Regions from separate parts of the Hordeum vulgare genome. Here regions 2 and 3 are each linked to region 1. A link is a contact called in public Hi-C data. All regions are on one chromosome and are shown on one strand. The core of a region is the stretch at or near the end of the contact, and the rest is flanking DNA. Distances in the headings are between cores, read along the strand shown. Region 1 holds the start of LOC123406350 (scarecrow-like protein 6). Region 2 holds the start of LOC123404792. Region 3 overlaps LOC123404579 (BEACH domain-containing protein C2-like).

What was found. A called contact is a pair of places that touch in the nucleus more often than the background predicts.
Region 2: a contact with region 1 is called in a Hi-C map of leaf, with 4 times the contacts expected there. The contact joins the promoter of LOC123404792 here to the promoter of LOC123406350 in region 1. A contact is called at or near these places in 3 of 6 Hi-C or Micro-C datasets (leaf and seedling) and 1 of 1 datasets of contacts at active chromatin or transcription factors (embryo).
Region 3: a Hi-C map of leaf shows a contact between it and region 1, with 2.7 times the contacts expected there. The contact joins the enhancer-like site here to the promoter of LOC123406350 in region 1. A contact is called at or near these places in 2 of 6 Hi-C or Micro-C datasets (leaf and seedling).

The regions. Positions count from the first base shown.
Region 1 is chr6H:419,702,509-419,707,106 of MorexV3_pseudomolecules_assembly, forward strand. LOC123406350 (scarecrow-like protein 6) reads left to right here and starts at 2,167. Exons shown (of 1, transcript XM_045099856.1): 1 at 2,167-4,598. The coding sequence starts at 2,505.
Region 2 is chr6H:419,201,172-419,205,769 of MorexV3_pseudomolecules_assembly, forward strand. It overlaps LOC123404792, which reads right to left and starts at 2,531. Exons shown (of 3, transcript XM_045098736.1): 1 at 2,308-2,531; 2 at 2,081-2,219; 3 at 1,089-1,442. The coding sequence starts at 2,484. The coding sequence ends at 1,315.
Region 3 is chr6H:420,102,053-420,106,650 of MorexV3_pseudomolecules_assembly, forward strand. LOC123404579 (BEACH domain-containing protein C2-like) reads right to left here. Exons shown (of 31, transcript XM_045098517.1): 28 at 4,026-4,389; 29 at 2,837-3,636; 30 at 2,640-2,762; 31 at 1,841-2,464. The coding sequence ends at 2,411. Among protein-coding and RNA genes, the nearest start is that of LOC123404579, 26 kb to the right of the region's middle. Within about 2 kb of position 1,864, at least 2 of the 3 cell types and tissues checked have open chromatin away from gene starts, as enhancers often do. A contact at or near this core is called in leaf, where this site is marked.

The DNA.
Region 1 (4,598 bases), core at 917-3,416:
GGAGGATCAGTCCGCGGACACGAATGAGGGAGGACGACATCCAACCCTAGCCGCATACATTCCAACCCACATTTTAACAAACTGGACAAAATTCATGCAAACCGGGACGATGTTCATCAAAGTTCGGATAGGAAATGGCACAAATCATCTATACATACCATACAAATTAAGTGTAGTACAACAAGATGTGAAATTCGACTACATTAACTACATGTTGAACAAGTTTTTGATCAACACATCATGTTGTCCCACACATATTGCCCTTTCATCTTCATCCAACGGTGTGTGCACGTAAATGATCGTCCCTCTGTCATTTGGTATGCCACAACAACGCTCGCGAGCTACATATAATGTGTAGACCTACTTTGAGTGAATGAATCAATCAACAAGTTGAGCAATGGGAAGCAAAAAACTTATGATCCCGTCCTCTTTCGCGTGCAATGGTCACCTTGCCTCCAGCTGATGAACCATGTCATAAAACTTGGTGATGCTCATTGCGTGATTAAATGTTGTACATGTCATAGGACGCAACGTGTTTTAGTGCGTGAAACATTTCATGCACTTGCTGCCAGAAGGGCTCATGTCTGGTCCTGCCTACGAAATCCACATATACGGCTAGTCATGCATCGCACAACAACTCATCCTCCATGATCGAATAGCTCACCATCCTTCAAACTCTAAAAGACAACATACCATTTTAAAATAAGCTCAATGTTATTTAATCGAACGCCTCTCGGGCATGGTGTTCGCCATTGGGGTTGTCAACAGGTGCGGAGTGTACCTGGGTGTAAACGGCTCGATGGTGAAAAGTTTCGTCATAAGGGCGAGCATGCGCTTCGGTGCTGGTTGCGGATGTCGGATAATGCCTTTGTGGCCGCTGGAGGCATACAAGGAGCAGCTGTGGCGGAGATGAAGGGTGCAGATGCAAATCAAGGGGAAGAAGGGGCAGAGTGCAAGAAAATGGGGCCGGGAAGGGGAATTGGGATGGCTGCGAGTGTTAGATAGGGACGTTTCTCATGTCCATACTCGTGCAAAGCTGTTCATATTTGTCTTCAATATGAATGAAATCTCGTCTAGACCGTGGCACACACTGATACATACTCGTTTTGGATGGCTTCCACGGTTTGAACCGATATGGGCGGTTTGCAGGTCCGTCTTAGGATGCCCTGACCAAGTACCTTGATTTAGCATGTATGAAAGCAAGGCATGCGTTTGTGTTTTGTTTGTTTATTCTCGTTAGAAAAGATTTGCGACGGTTTGAACACATGAGTGATAAAAAATTAAGGTGGTCCACGCTGTCACTTGACAGGTTTTTTGGTGGGGTTTGTCATTTCATCTTGCCATGGTGTCAAATCGTGAACTGGTATGCATCCCTAACAAAGCCGCGTCGGCTCCATGTTTTTTTCTTGCCGGGGACAGCACGCTTTTAATGTAAGCCAAGCTAAGACAAGTCTCCTCGAAAAGATAGAGCAGCCGAAAAGAATATGATATCATGGCAGTAATAGCCCTGTTTCAAATGGCAAGATGCTAAATTAATCAGTAGTACTGTAGTACTCAAAGGCATGGAGTCCTAGTATTGTCATTTGTCAGCCCAGCTCAGCTCCGAAAACGACGATTTCAAGAAGTTGTAGCAGGATTATTATTTACCCCGATTTTAATCATTTGGCCGCCGATCGTCATGGCAATCTCAGTCTACGATAGTACCACCACTAGCACTGTAGCATTACGACACCAAAGGTGAGTCACACAGCGTACGTACGCGCCACCGCCCAGCACTGTGGAACATAACAAAACAGCCGTCAAAGTGCCCCAACGATTTCTGGCGGTCAATACAGCACCACCTCCGGCTCTGCATGATTGACGACCAGGCTCAGCTCGGTTCATTGCAATAATTTTGGCCTCTACATGCAAGACAGTCCATAGAAATAATAAACCCATGTATGGCCATGGTCATGGCCATTGCGAAGCAAAAAAAAAATACGAGCAGATAAAACCTAGTAGAAACCTAGGGTGAAAAAAGAAGAAGGCACAGAGCAGAGGGAGAGAGCTTGAAGCAGACTGAAAACGATGGGGGGAGAGAGAGAGGGGAGGAGGGCGTGGGAGGGGAGAGGGTACGCTTTTTAACCTTTTTTATGTTGCACGCATCCAGGGAAGATAGATAGCAGTAGAGAGAGAAGAGAGAGAGAGGAGACGGACGAGGCCACACCACCACACAGCGAGGACAGAGAGAGGAGAGAGAGAGAGCAGGCAAGGGCGCACACTGCTCCTCGCTCTCTCTCTCTCTGTGTGTGCCCGGTGCCCGGGCCCACCTCCTCCCTGTCCCTGTTGTATACTCTCTCTCGCACGCCAGGGCCAGGGCCAGGGCCAAGGCAGGGAGGGAGGGAGAGCCAGCCACATCCAAACGCACGCACCAGCAGAAGAGAGCAGAGGGAAAATCCATCCCCCGCGCGCGGCGTCCCAGATCTCGCCGGGCTGCATGGTATGCGGCGGGACTAGGTAGGTAGATGAGGGCGGCGCTGTTGGGTGCCGAGCGGAGCGGGGGAGGTGGGGGAGTGGGCCTCGGCAAGGATCTGTGCTACTGGCCGCCGGGGAAGCTGCTGGTGGAGCCGCGGTCGGTGCTCGACTGCTCGCGGAGGCTCAGCAGCCCGCCTAACTCCGCCGCATCGACGCTGTCGTCGTCCCTCGGCGGCGGCGCGGCGGACTCCACCGGCGTGGCGGCGGTCTCGGAGAGCAGCGCCGGCGACGCCGAGGCCACCAAATGGCCCGACCACGGCGGCGGCGGCGGAGGCTGTGAGCTGCCGCCCATTCCTGGGGCGCTGGATGGAGGGGAGGGCTGGGACGCCATGCTCGGCAGCGCCGCGGCGGCTGCGGCCGCCGGCCAGGACCAGACCTTCTTGAACTGGATCATGGGGGCAGCCGGCGACCTGGAGCTGCCCGTACCGCCGCTTCCAATGCATCAGCAGCCGCTTGTGGACAATGCGGGATTCGGATTCTCGCCCGTCGACCCGCTCGGCTTCTCGCTGGACCACCACCTCGGCGGCGCCTCCTCCGACCTCTCGTCCTCCGGTGCCATGTCGCACACGACCACAGGCGGAGGCGGCGGCGGCGGCAGCAAGGCCTCCTCTGCCTTCGGCCTCTTCTCACCGGAGGCTGCCTCTCTCCAGCCCCCGCCGCCTCCCATGCTGTTCCACGAAGGTATCGACACAAAGCCCCCTCTCCTCGGAGCGCACTCGCATGGCCTCTTCAACCAGTATCAGCACCAGCACCAACCGCCGCCTCCCGCCGCAACCTTCTTCATGCCCCTCTCGTCCTTCTCCGATCACAACCAGCGCTCACAACTCCACCAGCCACCGCCCAAGCGCCACCACTCCGTTCCAGATGACCTCTACCTCACCCGAAACCACCTAGGACCGTCGGCGGCGGCAACCTTTCCCCTGCTACACGGTGCGCTTCCGTTCCAGCTCCAGCCTTCCTCGCCACCGCTTCGCGGGGCGATGAAGACGACGGCTGCCGAGGCAGCGCAGCAGCAGCTGCTGGACGAGCTGGCTGCGGCGGCAAAGGCAGCCGAGGCCGGTAATTCCACTGGCGCGCGTGAGATATTGGCGCGGCTCAATCACCAGCTTCCCCCCCTTGGGAAGCCCTTCCTCCGGTCGGCCTCCTACCTCAGGGAGGCCCTCCTCCTCGCGCTCGCTGATGGACACCACGGCGCCCCCCGCATCACCTCACCGCTCGACGTCGCCCTCAAGCTGGCGGCTTACAAGTCCTTCTCCGACCTGTCGCCCATGCTGCAGTTCGCTAACTTCACGGCCACGCAGGCGCTTCTCGACGAAATCGCCTGCAGCGCCGCTTCCTGCATCCATGTCATTGACTTCGATCTTGGTGTAGGCGGCCAGTGGGCTTCCTTCTTGCAGGAGCTTGCTCACCGCCGTGGCACTGGCGGCGTGGCTTTGCCGTTGCTGAAGCTGACGGCCTTCGTTTCAGATGCGTCTCACCATCCACTGGAGCTTCATCTTACTCGGGATAACCTCACACAGTTTGCTGCTGATCTTGGAACCCCTTTCGAGTTCAATGCCGTCAGTCTTGATGCCTTCAGTCCGGCGGAGCTCATTTCTCCTACTGGCGATGAAATCGTAGCTGTTAGCCTCCCTGTTGGTTGCTCTGCTCGTGCACCACCGCTGGCTCTAATCCTTCAGTTGGTGAAACAGCTTGGTCCCAAGATTGTGGTCGCTATGGACTATGGAGCTGATCGTGCTGACCTCCCGTTCTCGCAGCACTTCCTGCATTGCTTTCAATCCTGCATGTTCCTCCTTGACTCGCTTGATGCTGCTGGAATTGATGCCGATTCTGCCTGTAAGATTGAGAAGTTTCTGATCCAACCAAGAGTTGAAGATGCGGTACTTGGGCGGCGCAAGACCGACAAAGCAATGTCATGGCGGAATGTGTTTGCTGCTGCTGGCTTCACACCTGTGCCGCTCAGCAATCTTGCAGAGGCACAGGCTGACTGCCTCTTGAAGCGGGTTCAGGTCCGAGGCTTCCACGTCGAGAAACGCGGGGTTGCGCTCACTCTCTATTGGCAGCGCGGCGAGCTTGTCTCTGTA
Region 2 (4,598 bases), core at 1,281-3,780, 500 kb before region 1:
AAGAGGGTGGAAGTGCCCAGGTCCACTTCCATAGTGTAGCCGAGCCGTAAAGCAGGCATCAACGTAACAATCGACTGCGAGAACTGCGATCCCCCAGTTCTTGGGGCAAACGTCAGGGGTTGGCTACAGAGGTATTTAGCGCGAATAATATCTAGCCAGAGGCCACCCTCTCTAGAAGAGATCCTCCATAGCCATTTAAACAAGAGGGCAATATTCATCCTCTTGGAAGAGATAATCCGTAGACCGCCCTAGTCCATGGGTTTACTTATCTCCGACCATTTCACCATGTGATATTTTTGTTTATCGCCTTTCCCCGTCCAGAAAAACAGGGACTGTTACTTGGCAATATCATGATCATGATCACGGGATTTGTTCAGACTATAGAATCCCATCAAATACATCAGTAGACCAGTCATCTAGGAGTTGATCAGGACAAACCGAGTCGCTTTAGACAACCAACGTCCTTGCCACGGCTCCACCCGGTGTTGAACCTTGGCCACCGAGGGTTGAAGTTCCTTTTCCATGATACGGCTATCACTGATGGGCATGCCAAGGTAGGTGGTCGGGAAGGTTCCTAGACGACAATTAAGTCGATTCGCTATACTAAGCTTTTTCTCCTCCGGATAGCCCATAACCATGACCTCACTTTTTGCGAAGTTAATTGTTAAGCCGGACATCTCCTGAAAGCAAAGGAGGAGGAATTTGAGGTGAGCAATGTCCTCGGACGATCCTTCGACCATAAGAATCGTGCCATCCGCGTACTGCAGATGAGTGATGCCTCCTGCCCCGAGGAGGTGGGTACATATACCCCTAAGGTGGCTGCCCCCTTGGCCTTGTCGAGGATGGCGGCTAGGGCATCAACCATGAGGTTGAAAAGGAAGGGGAAGAAGGGTTCCCTTGCCTTACGCTCCGAGCCATGGGAAAGTAGGGGCCTACCTCGTTATTGATGTTAACGGCTGTCGTACCACTCATCACCATTTACATTACCCTAGTGATCCATTGCGGGTCAAAACCCTTCTTGAATAACACTTCCCGAAGGAAGGACCAATGGAGAGCATGTGATATCTTTTTTTACATTGCAACGGACGGGCTCTTTTACTAGTAATTGTTAAAGAGCCCTCAGGACAAGCCACATAGTGATTCACTAATACATAGTAAATACATCCGAAAATATATATACATGACTACAAGATTGTGCTAAAACTGGAGTCGACCCAAGGGCTTAACGTTAACAGACCCGTGCATGTAAAATACATTAAATGGCAAGATCAATCAAAGAGGCAAGCCCTGCTCATTGCTTTACGCATGCACGCACTACCTGTTGTGAACAGCTGGTGCTGCGTGTGCAACTGGGTAGTCCATGGTTACTAGTGTTCCCGCTGTGTACACGGTGGTCGCCTTGGATCCTAGCTGCTCTCCGTTAGAGCCACGAGACGAGTCCCCTGCAAATCATTACCACTGACTATGAAATACTGTGAGTGGTCAATCAAGGCGACTAAAGGGCAAGCTGTACATGCACCGGCCTGTATGAGATATATATTCATGTAGCTGCTGATATATGATCCAGGACATAAAAAAGCTAATTAAGTGCAGAACTGGTACGTCTATAGCATACGCATTCTCATCTGAGCTATCTAATTCTTTATGAAAAAAAACTGAGCTATCTAATATGCTGTCGCTAACTCGCTATAACACCACAACCCACCCAAACTGAAGCTTGTCCAAAATTCACTCAATATATATCGACGGCAAACTCTGTCGTTAAAGTTGCAGAAAATAACTAGACATATAACGGAAACACAGATACGATCGACTTGAAGCTGCTGGAAGCTAGCTAGTGAGATTCAAGGAAAAATATACATGATAACTAGATAAATGATCACGACCACGTAAATGTCATCTCATGAGCGACTGCTCTCATCCGTGATCGATATATATATATATATATATGTTCAGTTGTGATACGGAGTACGAGTTCTAGGCTGCGCATAATCCAGGTGAATTCCCTGATCATCCACGTGCTTGCGATGAGGAAGCTGCTGCGAAACCCTAGCGGCATGCGTGGTGTTTCGTATTCCACCTGATCGATTGATCAATGTTGCTCCCGCGCCCGTCGACTGATCGATGCTGCTTCCGACAGCTCGAGCCTTCTTCTCCGTATCATGAACCATCAACGAGTTTCTCCTTTGCTTCTGGGCATCAGCAACCTCTGTCGCATCCTACGGAAACACAATAGAGAGGGCAAAGCTAGAACAAAATCGATGACGTTATGACGTTTAACCGAATGGTATTATGGCTGAAATTAACCTGTGATGACAGGGAAGACTTGTTGCTGCTTGAGTACTTGCCATTCACGCGGAGGCGACGAGCTTCGCATGAGGTAATGTGGAGAGTGAAGAGGAAGAACACCAGGAGAATAGTGTAGGTCGTGGTGAGCTTTAGCTTCCTCTCAAGAGCTAGGGGAGGGGAGCTTAGGCTAAACATGGAGGGCCGGTGCGATCGGTGACCACTTAGGAAACATTAATAGGTAAGAGAGCTTAGAGAAGAGACATGCATCGAAGTTCGAAGAGGATATGGGGGAGGTACGTAGTGCTACAAGCTAGAAAACGGGGACTCGTCCGTTTCTTTATGTAAGATTTCTGTTTCCGCCAGGAATACTTATGATGAATTTGGATTTTTGGGTAAGTACCAAAACTGGAGTAATTAGTAATTCAATAAGTGTTGGTTGTCTTGGTGCAAAAAATGGGCACAATCGAAATTATATATGCATATCTCTCTCCTTTATTTTAGAAATATGTACCTTCCCTTGACATTTATTTAGTAGTAACAAACAAATCCTCTCAATTTTGTTTTCAGGATTTCATCAGGCATACAAATTAAGAAGGATGGTTGCACGCATAGCAGCACCTGTCGTACGAAAATTCTGGTAAACAAAGGAAGAGCGCGCGCGGCATGAGGGGGTACTGGTCATGAAAACCGAGGCAGACCATGCATCTCCTTAGCCGCACATGAATGTCTCGATCCGTCCCCTTTAAGTCTTGATACAGATTTTGTAGGCAACCCAGCCCATGGTTATATTACTTGCTGATCATGTGCATTGCAATTATTACGTGCAGTGCGATCTACCACTGTTCTAGCTAGGTAGTACCACCAGATGGCGTCGTGGTAACCCTAACCCCATAATCAAATTGATTAAACCAAGTACAGTTTGTACCCCCGATGTGACCAAGTTGGCATACTTAAGCCCTACTTTACTGTTGCTTGATGATTAATTTGCCTGGCTGCTGTACGTACGCGTTTCCGGATTTTGTTAATCGGGCCGTTGACATGTCCAAATTACAAAAAACCTCCGGAGCCACGGAGGCCCAGGCTTATGAATCTGCAAGGATATCGATCAATGTCAAACGCACATAGACATAGAGTAGGAAAATATTTCTCAAGCCGTCAAGGAAATCCCCCTCCACACACACACACACACAGTGCAAATAATCTGATGTGCCTTCGTTTTCCGTTGAGAAACACGGACGTGCATGGCGGAGTTGACGTACAGCTTTTGAGGAATTGTTGGCGTACAGTGAAATGTTGCAAAGCTGAAACAAACGGATGCGGCCAGGCGTAAGAAAACAGGCGGCCGACGATGCATGCAAGGAGTTTGCTAGGGAGGCGAGGCGGGATGGATCGATGCATATCGCACGGCAGGGGGAGATCTCGGTGCGAGCCGCGTTGGAGTCACCTGGGACGGTGGGAAGAGCCACGGCCACAGGAGGGCTGCACCCTGCACGCGATCTATGCCGAGAGCGAGCGAGCGAGCGAGCTCTGCTCCGGTTGCTTGGCGGGGCAAAGATATCGATGGATGCATGGCGCGGGGGCGTGGGAGAGAGTGCCGGAAAAGGGGTAGGAGCATGGGTGTCGCACGAGAGATCGCGCTTGTCTCGCCGTGTCGGCCGCGCGGCCACGTCCCTCCGGGCTCCGGCCCGCGCGCGCGCCCCCCGCTGCACGTACGTGCTTGTCGCCTCTCAGCTCGGCACGCCTCGTGCTCTGCTACTCCGGCGCCACGCGCGCGGCCCGCCCTCTCCGTACGCGTACGCCCATGCGGTGTGACACGCGGTGGAAATCCACGGAATCGGGCAACACCTGCGCGCGCGCATGTCTGTACATACAATGCGTACACGCGCTAGCTATAGATTGATTGTTTTTTCTTCACTCGTGCGTACCGCGTACGTACGCCTGCAGGCTGCAGCTGATACACGCGTGCTACAGTATGCTCGATTTGCACGGGGTAGCGAGGAGTACCCGGACCTGAACCAAAATACCTGTAATACTGCAACGAGCATGCACATACAGCTCCGTGTTAGCTAGCTGGAATGACCTGGCCTTGCACACACTCCGGGTACACCTACAAGAAGCTATAGCCCGGGCACTAAACTTCTCCTGTCACTGTGCAAATTAAATTTCCCTTTAGTGCAGTGTGCAAATTAAATGGCAACGCACATTCGCGCTGTTAAACATGTGACACTAACGGCCTAACAAACTCCGCATTCCCCCGTACTAAAAAAAAAACTCCCCATCACCCTCGGGAGTCAAATCGTTACTTGCAA
Region 3 (4,598 bases), core at 614-3,113, 400 kb after region 1:
GACCAAATAATGGTTACAATGGGTTACTAAAGTCCCATGCATTTTTGCAAGATCATGCAAACTAGAGCTGAGTGCAATATGATCCACGTTGCAATGGGTGTGATCAAATATCCACGTGTTTGCAATGCCATGCAAGTCGGAGATGTCCGCAATATTTTTCATATTGCAAGGTAGACCACCTCTGTATCAAGCGGAGTGTGTGACACTGCAAGCCGCCACATACTTTCTTTTTGTTGGAAAGCCCATTGTCGCTATCGGTCATGAAACATGTAACACTCAAGTAGGGATGGCAATGGGTACCCATTACCCACGTACCCTGCGGGTAAAAACCCTATTAGGGTAAGGGTATGGGACAAAAATTTACCCATGGGTATATAAATAGGAAAATCTGGAACCCATCGGGTAGAGCGGGTATGGGTATGGGATCATACAACCCATACCCATATACCCATGTACCCATATAAAATCTATGTAAACTCAAAATTATCTCTATAATCTACACGATGTCAATAATTTATGAACTGAAAGTGTACGCCTATGTGTTGTTGTTTATGACTATATGATGTTGTTTTATAAGTATGTGTTGTAGTTATAATCTTTGTTTGTAAACTATATGATACAATGCAGTTCATAACTATAAGTTTTTTAATTGATGTTTTGCAAATATGGGTAATTTTATCCGCGAGTACCCGTCTACCCTGTCGGGTAACGGGTATGGGAAAAAATTGTACCCAGTGACGGGTATGGGTAACGGTGATGGGTAATATCAGACGGGGCGGGTAAGGGTATGTGGAGGCTCCACCCGTACCCATACCCAGCGGGTGCCATCCCTACACTCAAGCGAGAAGCATACTGATGCTACAAGCTGGCCTTTCACTATATTTCTTCTATGTGCTACTGCAAACACCCGAGCACAATACGAGTCATGCTAGAAACGATGAATCGCTACGGAAGAGTGCTTTCAACACGAAGGCCCTTACAAACGATGGGCCGAGTGTTTACAACACGAGCGGTTGCAATAGGGGTCTGTTGTAAACCCCCTGAATGGAACATGGGTCATGTTGCAAATGATGGGTCGCTGTCAATGCGAACGCAACATGAGTCATGTTGCAAACAATTGAACACAACCGAACGGCCGAGGAGTATTTGCAATGCCAGCCCAACTTGAATCATGTTACAAACCCCAAGTGTGACATGGATCATGTAGCAAAGGATGAGTCGCAGTTGACGCAAGCTCAGTATAGGCCATGTTGCAAACAATTGGTCATAACTGGACGGCAGATGAGTATTTACAACACAAGCACAGCTTAAATCATGTTGCAAACCCTTGAGTACGACATGAGTCGGCCATATGATTCCAGCATTCAATGGCTTGGAGGAAGCAACTCAGAGGGTGCTTGATACGTTTTAGTCCCATGACTAAAAGTAATGAGACTAAAACTTGCTAGCCTCATCTATGTTTGGATCCAAGTACTAAAGAAACTAAAATCAAGTTAATGAGCATTTATTATCCTTCAAACCCTCCAATCCAGAACTTATATGAGGAGTTAAATGAGGAGAGAGAGGGCTAATGCACATTTTAGTAGGGATACCCCTGACTAAAAGATTTTAGCCTCAAGACTAGTTTTAGCCTCTCTTTAGTTAGGGGTGCTTGAAACTTTAGCCTCTTAAAGAGACTAGTTTTAATCAGGCTAGTATTAGTCTCTTGAATCCAAGCACCCTCTCATCCGCGTGCTTCGTTTTCCATTCATAGCAGCTTGCTACGTAAAACATAAAACAAATTCAGTAGTCTAGTCGTTCAAATGACAAGCTGAAAAGGTACGTGGGTGGGCCATGTATGTAAAATAAGACGTGGACAGCTGGGTTTGAGAGCTCATCACGTCGCCCTTTTTAAAGGAAAAAAGAAATCATCACGTCGCTGTCTAACCACTAGATACGTCCGATCTCGTAGGATCGAACGGATGATTAGACTAATTTCCTTTTGAAAATCAGCCGGATGACAGGTAGTACCGGCCATTTTGTACAGAGTAGGCAGTCGGCCTGGCGTCCACGTAGGCACACCGTATTACACATCCGAGACAAGTACCCAGAGCAGAGAATTAGTAACATTCAGGTATTTGCTTCTGAATCCCTTGGCCGCAACACAAAGACGGTCCCAGATCTTCTCCACGGTATGGCGTGTTTCACCACGTGCGAGAACAGCAAGGTCCATATATACAACCAAAAGCGAAGTCATCTGTACCGATTCACCGTGACGCAAAAGCGGGCTCATGTTGCAGCTCCTCTGTTTTCTGTACAGATGCCCTTTTTGTGCCATCTTCCCCAAACATCCTATGTATCTTTCACTGCAAAATTCGCTGGAGCTTCGGTGAGCAAAATAATGTCAGTCAGCGGTGGTTCTCTCACATGACTACAAAAGCCCGTCACCTTCGTGCAACATCTGATCAGCTATTTTAGAACTTAACTGCAATGTTCAGACAAGTTAATGTGAAAATTAGTTGCAAAGATGGTCATTCTATGTGCAACTAAGCCCTGAAAATACGAATACATGCTGATGAAGAGATAATCGATAGAACATCTGTCAATCAAGCCTTGAAGACAGCTAGTGAAGATAAATATAGCACACACAGAATACTTACAGAAGGATTTGTGAAGACTATCAGCTGCTTATCAGCTGTTGAGGCAACAAGGGTAGTGTTATCTTCATTTAGAGCAACAGCTGTGACGTCTTGTCCTTCTCCTAGCTTCAGCGTATGAATTACCTGACAGGATACCCCTTATTCGTCAGAGTTTTGCTCATAGGACTTAAGTTCAAAAGTTTTCTCTTAGTGCTCACCTCAAGTTTGTGCAGATCAATGAAGCAGATCGAAGGCACATGAACATATAGCCTGGTCTCCTTTGACTCTGGTACATCCTCATCATCGTTGCAGTTCTCAATCATATGATCTTCATCAGTACTAGTGTCACGAGTGCAATTGCTAGATAAGCATGCTGCAATCAAAGCAAACTGGCCATCCCTAGAAACCTCAATGCAACTAACACGCCCGGAGAAAGGTGACAGAACAGAGGTAGACATAGGGATTCCATTAACGGTGAAGGTGGATAGTCTCTTCTCTGATTCATTCCAAATCAATACAATTCCTTGAGAAGATAAGCATATCAAATGTGCCTCTCCCACGTCCAGCTTCCTTATGAGCCGACCTGTCCTCAAAGAATGTAGGAGAAGGGCACCAGATGTATGTGAAGAGGAAGCAACAAGTCCCAAGTCAGAACTAACAGAACAGCAAGTTACTTCTCCAAGATGCCCTCTTAGAACATGCATAGGACCTTCGATTCGCCGCTTCCTGGAGGTTTCCAAAGTTCTGATTGTACTGCTACCACTACTACTACTATTGGCTAAAGGACTACTTGGTGTTGTTGGTGAAGGTGGAGGTTCTGGAGCATTTTTCCAATGTGAAGAGCTCATCTGGTGTATCCTCCATAATATAACTGTTGTGTCACGAGACCCTGTGACAAAGTAATTGTTATCTGGAGATAGTGCGAGACAGGTCACAGGAGCAATATGCCCAGATGCAGTTTCAATGGTCCTTGCTCCATCTGGGGAGATCAACTTCACAGAATTATCTGCATGCCCACCTACAGTCAAAGAAAAACAGGGACATTAGAAATAATGCAGGAATGGAGCAGTCTGACAATATTTCATATCATAAAGACGACTATTTGACGTAAAATGATAGCATAAGAGCAACATACTTCAACATAATACATTTTTTTCAGGAACTAATAAGGAAACTAGTTTTTGACACCAGATATCATGCAGATACTTCAACATAATAAGAGCAACATACTTCAACATAATACATTGTAATGTGTCACTCTGGATATCAGGAATCATCCAGAAAAGAACTAGGAGGGCTCAGTACAAAATATCCGCAAAGAAGACTAGTTTTCAGACAAGTATCAATTAGTGGAAAAAACGAGAGCTTTTAGAAAAGGAGAAAATAAGGTTAGAATACAATAATTACCAGTTATAACCTCTTTGTCGCATGTGACGGCAACAGTTGATGAAGTTTGGATTGCAGAAGCAGCAAAAGCTACAGCCCTCGGGAAATGGTAGTCTTCTGCAGAAGCAGGTCCTTTGAAGATGCGCCTTATTGCGCTGCCGCTTGAATTTATGGCATTTTTTCCATGATGAAAGAGAAAAGGTGTCTCTAAGCCATCTGGGGCGTTTGGCTGCCAATGGTGCACTGCCACATGTGCTGCAGGCACATTTGCATCTACGACTACAATACAGTCATTCGATACAAGCATTGCACTAGCAGGAACATTACACTGGTCTGGATTAGGAAGTAAATAAGATCTGACTTCACTTGGGTTCCGGAATATTGTCTGCACAAAAAACAAAACAAAAAATAACAATCTAGTAATTAAGTCAGGAGAGAAGAGAAAGTATCCAGTGCCACAAGCACTTGGAAGGTCCCATAATTGGAAAACTGTTTAAGTCATGAAAAGTTCTGATTTTTAATGACACGCAAAACCAATTATCATGTTACACAATGTTGACAGATATAAATTTGATCCGCACAGTGAGAAACAAA